Regions from separate parts of the Sus scrofa genome. Here region 2 is linked to region 1. A link is a contact called in public HiChIP or PLAC-seq data. All regions are on one chromosome and are shown on one strand. Each heading gives the region's core, a stretch centred on a gene start, on an enhancer-like site or on the middle of the called end of the contact. The rest is flanking DNA. Distances are from core to core; before and after follow the strand shown.

Region 1 (2,957 bases), core at 347-2,846:
CCTTTGTTGGAGCTTCCCAGCCTCATCAGCCTCTAATCTCAAGTAAGTGAGTGACATTTAGCTGGAAAAGCTTCCCGGCCTCATCAGCCTCTGATCCCCAGATAATTGAGCAAGTCACCTGTCCTCACTGGTAGGTCATTTACCACTTCACTTCCCCTTTTTCACCTGGGGAGAATTGGTCAGACACCACTTTCTTTTTCTCCAGATGGTTCCCTTCGGATGCACACTCCATCTGCCTGAGAATCACAGAATTCTGGAGACAGAAGTGCCTTCAGAGACTGTCTGCCCCCCCTCCTTTACTAGGTGGGGGGCTCCCACCATTTGATTCCTCCCTGATGGTCTTCTGGGCTGAGCTACCCTCTAGCCACGGGGAGCCCACTTCCGCCATCAAAGAGAGCTGAAATTCCTGAAGCCATAATCCGCCTCTCTGCAACGTCTTCCCATTCAACAAAGGTCATTTTTTTCTGAAACTACTAAGACTAACTCTACAGGTACCTGTACACGCACGTTCATAGCAGCATTATTCACAATAACCAAAAGCAACCCCCAGATCCATCAACAGAGATGGAGCACATCCATCCAGAGGAATATCATTTAGCTTTTAAAAGGAGTTAAATTCCGACACATGCTACAACATGGATGAATCCTGAAAACATGCCAAGTGAAAGCAGCCTGATACAAAAGACAAATATTGTATGATGCCACTTATATGTGGTACCTAGACTAGGCAAATTCATAGAGATAGAAAGCAGAATAGTTGTTACCAGGAGTTCAAGGGAGGGAGATGTTATTGTTTAATGTGTAAAGAGTTTCTGTTTGGGATGCTGAAGAAGTTCTGTAAATGGAGAGTGTGATGGTAGCACAACATTGTAAATATAATTTATGTAGTAGAACTGCACACATAATTTTTAAGATGGCACATTTTATGTACTGTCTATTTTATTACAATGAACAGCTATCAAAAATGAATAAATCGACTTTTCCTTTCACAAGACAGGCATCCCCAACATTTTCTTTTTCAGGCTAAAGATCCCCAGTTCCTTCAAACGATCTTTAGATAATATGGTTTCTAGACCCCACGGCCTCTGGGCCACCCTCCTGTGGGTGCCCTCAGCATCTTTTCGTAAACCTGGTACCAGAGGTGAACAGGAGACTGTGCTGAGCCACCTCTACCCCAGTGTCTCCCTCAGAGGCACCAGCCTAACCCCCAGTCAAAAGGCACACAGAATGGGCCCCCTGACTGCCTGCTTTGGCCGCCAGAGCACAAAGGTCCACGTTCAAAAAACATGCCATGTCCCCCTGACCCTGCGCACATCACCACCCAGAGGCTGTTTCCTCAGGCCTGGATTCATTTCCCAGACAGCTGTGGGCAGCTGTGGCTGAGAAGTGAAACCAGCAGAGGCCATTGGTGGAGGGGCGGGGATGGGGGCGGGGGTAGGGGCAGCATCTCAGCTGAGCACACTCTGGCCTTTCCACAGATTTCCCCCGTTTCTTATGGGTGTTTGGCACATGGAAACGGGGCAAGCACAGGGAGCATCTCTCTCCAGGCCCGTGGGGATGCCTCCTATCAGCCACCCACCAGCAGCCTGGGGCCAGCATCACGGGGTTCAGCCACCCTGGTTGGACCAGCCTTGCTGGGTTCAAAGCCCTCATCCCTCTCTCTTGGACCATCTGGAAAAGGTTGGAAAGTTCCCTTTTGCATTTTAAAGTATGTTGAAACTGAGCAGCCTGTGTGTTGGTCTGATTCCACAAGTGAGTAATCCATTTCCTGAAAGTAAACTGCTCACCCTTTGGAAGTAAACCAGGGATTTTGGGGGTGCCATTTGGAGTGTCACTAGCTGGGTAAATATTTACTGGCACAAGCCATGGATCTTTTCTAGGAATGTCAGTTAATTTACTAAATTAATGACCCTTAAGGTGGCACCCTTAAAAGAAGTTAATTTGTCTTTTAATGGGTGAGTAATTTATGCCTCGGATGGGGTACTGGGGGGAGGGTGCTTCTCTGACTAGTTAGAATAACCACATCTAAATTAAAACCAGGCCTGAAAGTCTCTACCTTCCAACTTTTCTGGACTCCTGATTTTCTATTAAAACCTAAGCCAATGATGGGATGACTCTGGAAAACTCTGCTTTCTATGCCAATAACTTGCTTGGAGTTTCAAATGACAGGATTTGAAAAATCCCTGCCCTGTCATTCTAGTGGGCTCAGGGCTTCCATGAGAAGACCTCATATATCCCCACTTCCTAAAAAGATTGTGCCCATTGGATGTACCTGGAGACATAGCTCCCTTCCCCCTGTGTGGAACGATTCGACTTCAATCAGGTGGCAGGGAAAAGTCTTTGTGTTGATGAATAAAAAGGTGATTTCTTTTTGGCTCAAATGATCATTTAAACAATCCTTTCAAAAAGACTCCCGTGCCTCCTGATTCATGAAACAGGCAATCTGCAGGAAGTAATCTGAATTTTCAGATTAAAACTCTGCAGATAGATGAGTGTTTTCGGAGCTCTGTTGGGAAGAGGAGGAGAGCGTTGTGTGGCAGATTCTGATGTAGAAATAAATCCAGCTGAGAAGCAATTCTCTGTGGAAGCTATGGGAGTTTTTAAGGCTGATGGAGAAAAGGTCACTCTGGATTCCCAATGTCACGCTCAGCCTCCCGCCAGCACTCCTCAACCTCTCTCAGAACGAGTCCTTTTAGTAAAGAAGTTGGGAACCAGATGTGACTGTGTTGGGCTCAGGCATTGCCAGCATCCCCCTGGGGTCTTCCTAGACAGAAATGGGGGTTTCCCCAAGTCTGCGTGAACCCCAGCTCGGTTCTGTGCCTCGCACTCTGTTCTCCCTCACAACCACTGGTGCTTGGGTTTTAGGCCAACCCCGCAGTCTTCTAGGATCAGATGCCTTCTGCCTGCTACTCCAGCCCCATCAGGGGTACCTAGGAAGGAGAGGGCTCCCAGATTCC
Region 2 (2,959 bases), core at 236-2,735, 90 kb before region 1:
ACAAAAATTGATTAGAAAAGAAAGAAGCCGTAGGTCTTGCATTTCTTCCTACAGGCTCCATGTGCAGGACCCCCACCGTTAAGGTGGTCATAGAGCATCCTAAAGAAATCCCTGGGAAGCCAGGTGCCACCACGGCCTTGCTTTATCCCCAGTGAAATGGTGCAAAGAGCCTCTGAGGCACAGGGACAACTGTCCTCGGTGGAGGGTCCCACCCCCAGGCCACTCCCCTCGCCTTGGGGTCATTATCTGCTGAGATGTCCTGAGCCTGGCTGGCCCACCCTCTTCCCCGGGGAGGAGCAGACCTGTCTTCCTTGTTTCATGATGGTGGGGTTGGCTGCGGTGTTGCGCTGCGTGGAGCTGACGAAGCCACTGGTGCCCAAGAGGCCAAGGCGGGCGGAAGGGACATTCCGGGCAGGGATCTGGTACTGGCGTGGGTTCCGTCTGCCCATGCCACTGCCCACAGAGCCGGCCGTCGGGAGTGAGTTGGACTGTCCAAAGCCACGACTGTGAAATCAAGCAGAGAAGAACCAAGGCCATCAGTCATCCTCAGCCCTTCCCAGCCCCTAGGTGCCTCCTTGGGGTGGGCTCACATTTTGATAGTTATGAGGACTATGGGGGTCAGGGCTCTATGACTGAAATGACAGCTTAATCTGAGCACTAATAGCACTGGGACTCTACGGTGATTCTGCAATCCTCCTGACAACCCGAGGAAGCAGGCATTCTATCCCTTTTACAGCTGAAGTAAAACAGAGAGCTTAATAATTTCCAGAGGTCACACAGCCATTAGGGTGCAGTGCTGGAATATGAGCCCAGTTTCACCAGTGGGATCTCCTTCTTCCGCTGTGTCACATGCCCTGAGCCCTCACGGGCCCAGCCTGAGGCCACACAGCAAGAAAGCGCAGCGCCAGCACCAGTGCCCCTTCCATCAGACCAAAGTCTGTTTCTCAGGTCTGGGTGGGCAGCCGACTTGCAGGAAGTGGCCTTTGAGCATAAGCTCCCCAAGAAAAAAGACGGCATCTGTCCTCATCAATCCCGAGGGGCCCATGCTTGGATAGGCTGCTGGCAGTACATGCAGGTTGAATGAATGAATGACTCGGTCTCTGCCGTCATGATTGCCTCTCCGAATAGAGGAGCAGACCCCACATTGGGGGCTCAGACTGCCAGGCTAAGACGAGGGATATGAGGATGAAGATGATGATGTTGGCAAGCGTTTTGGGCCCAGGACAGTGACCGTTCCCGGTGTCTCAGGCCCTTCCTGCATGAAGACCCTGGTTACACGCTTCGCCTGGGTCTGCGCAGGGAGGTGGCCGGGGACCCCTGGCATCAGGCTTGGACACTCTGCTCCCATTGGTCTGATGACCTCAGCGCCGAAGAACTCTTCCCCTGCAGCAGGGAGGGAGCACGGCAGCCAGCAGGGTTTCAGGAACCAGCACATTCTTTCCAAGAAGAGTCAGCTTTAGTCATTCACTGCTTTTTAAATCGAAATGCTTTACCTCCAATGGCCACAAGATGGAACAGACTTGCCTTGCACAGGGGCAAGTCACACAGGGGAGGTATGCACCAAGCCTGTGTGGAGACTCTGGGAGACAGGGCTGACGTAGTTTAACCAGAAGGTGGGGAGGGGGCTGCTGCCAAACAGTTATTTCCCGGGAAAAAGAGAGTTTTGCGTGGCGGGGGGTGGGGGGAGGCGGTGGAGAGGGGAGGGGGCGGAGCATCATCAGTACAGTTATCTCAGAAAATGTTTCTTTCCTCCCCAGAATTCCTACATTTCCAAGGAAGTGGGGGGCGGGGAAGAGAATTCCACAGTGAACTGGTGGCAACTGATTGTTGGGCTTGTGTTTTTCCACTTCTTTCCAGGCTTTTGTAGCCAAGGGGTTCCCAGTTCTGGTCAGAGGCTCATCGACTCCCAGGGTCTGGGTCTCTCTGTTTATCTTATCCTTCCTCTCACTTTTCCCTTCTCTTCCCTCCTTCTTTTGCTAAGGTTTAAAATGTTTGGTTTGAAAGAAGAAATTTGAGGCAAGAGGAATAGGAGTAATTTCACGTAATGGGAGAGTCCTCCTTTGGAGTATGGACAAGGTGACAGGTGGAGACAAGGATCACGTGGTGTTTTTTATTTTATTTTATTTTTTAACTATGAAAACTTGTTTAATTTTTGGACTCAGAATTTTGGTCACCTGGTAGATGATTCAGTATTCTGCTAAGATTTTTCCTTATTTAGTGCAGATAGCTTTTTGGCTCATTTTCCTTTTTGGTTGGATTTTTAAAAGTTATTTCATATGCAAAAACAGAGCAGTCAAGGAGTGATGCTAAAGTGATCTGTGCTTCCAGGAAGGCAAGACAGTTTTCCTAAGCAATATAACATGGGCAGGGGACTCTGCTATGGGACACTTAGCCATGGGAGAAAGGTAGACTCCTAACGTTAGGACTCATGGAGCTGATGGTAGAGCCCAGAGTGTTTTGGGAATGACCTGGATGGAGGGAGAATTTGGTTAGGCCATCTTTCTAATGATGGTGGGACCCCACTGTGCTGCCTTTAGTTGGTTATTACAAAGCCAGACTTGTTGAGGGTTGTCACTGCTGGTAACCAGAGTGAATGCCTAAGTCACTTAAGATCACTGGACTTAATGAAATAATCATTCTTTCTGGAGAGAGAACAAAATGGCAAAAGTAAGTTTTCATTTTTCTTTCTCTTGCTCAGCCCATCTGTGTCTTTCTCTGCTTTCCTAAATCTAACGAACTGATTTCATTACCTTGAAATGCATGAAAAGGCTGATAAAATAACATTAATAAGAACCAATTAATTTGGGATTTGTGATAATTCAAGCAGGGCCCAGGCTGCAGTTACCTTTGTATTATGGGAAAAGCAGGTCTTCAAAGTAAATTAATAGCATAAAAATATCCCAGAGGTAATATTTATGAGAACAAATTATTTTCTGGAGCTTTAGCAACTTCCAGTTGA

Evidence for each region. HiChIP or PLAC-seq counts read pairs in DNA pulled down with a chosen protein or histone mark.
Region 2: a contact with region 1 is called in an H3K27ac HiChIP or PLAC-seq map of skeletal muscle. The contact joins two enhancer-like sites. A contact is called at or near these places in 8 of 47 Hi-C or Micro-C datasets (alveolar macrophages, embryonic fibroblasts, fetal heart ventricle and 3 more) and 2 of 2 datasets of contacts at active chromatin or transcription factors (alveolar macrophages and skeletal muscle).

The regions. Positions count from the first base shown.
Region 1 is chr1:184,028,925-184,031,881 of Sscrofa11.1, reverse strand. All of the region lies in intron 2 of SAMD4A (protein Smaug homolog 1), which reads right to left. Among named protein-coding and RNA genes, the nearest start is that of SAMD4A, 120 kb to the right of the region's middle. Within about 2 kb of position 1,596, at least 27 of the 83 cell types and tissues checked have an H3K27ac peak or open chromatin away from gene starts, as enhancers often do. A contact at or near this core is called in embryonic fibroblasts and skeletal muscle, where this site is marked.
Region 2 is chr1:184,118,732-184,121,690 of Sscrofa11.1, reverse strand. It overlaps SAMD4A (protein Smaug homolog 1), which reads right to left. Exons shown (of 13, transcript XM_021102232.1): 10 at 303-504. Among named protein-coding and RNA genes, the nearest start is that of GCH1, 140 kb to the left of the region's middle. Within about 2 kb of position 1,485, at least 31 of the 83 cell types and tissues checked have an H3K27ac peak or open chromatin away from gene starts, as enhancers often do. A contact at or near this core is called in embryonic fibroblasts and skeletal muscle, where this site is marked.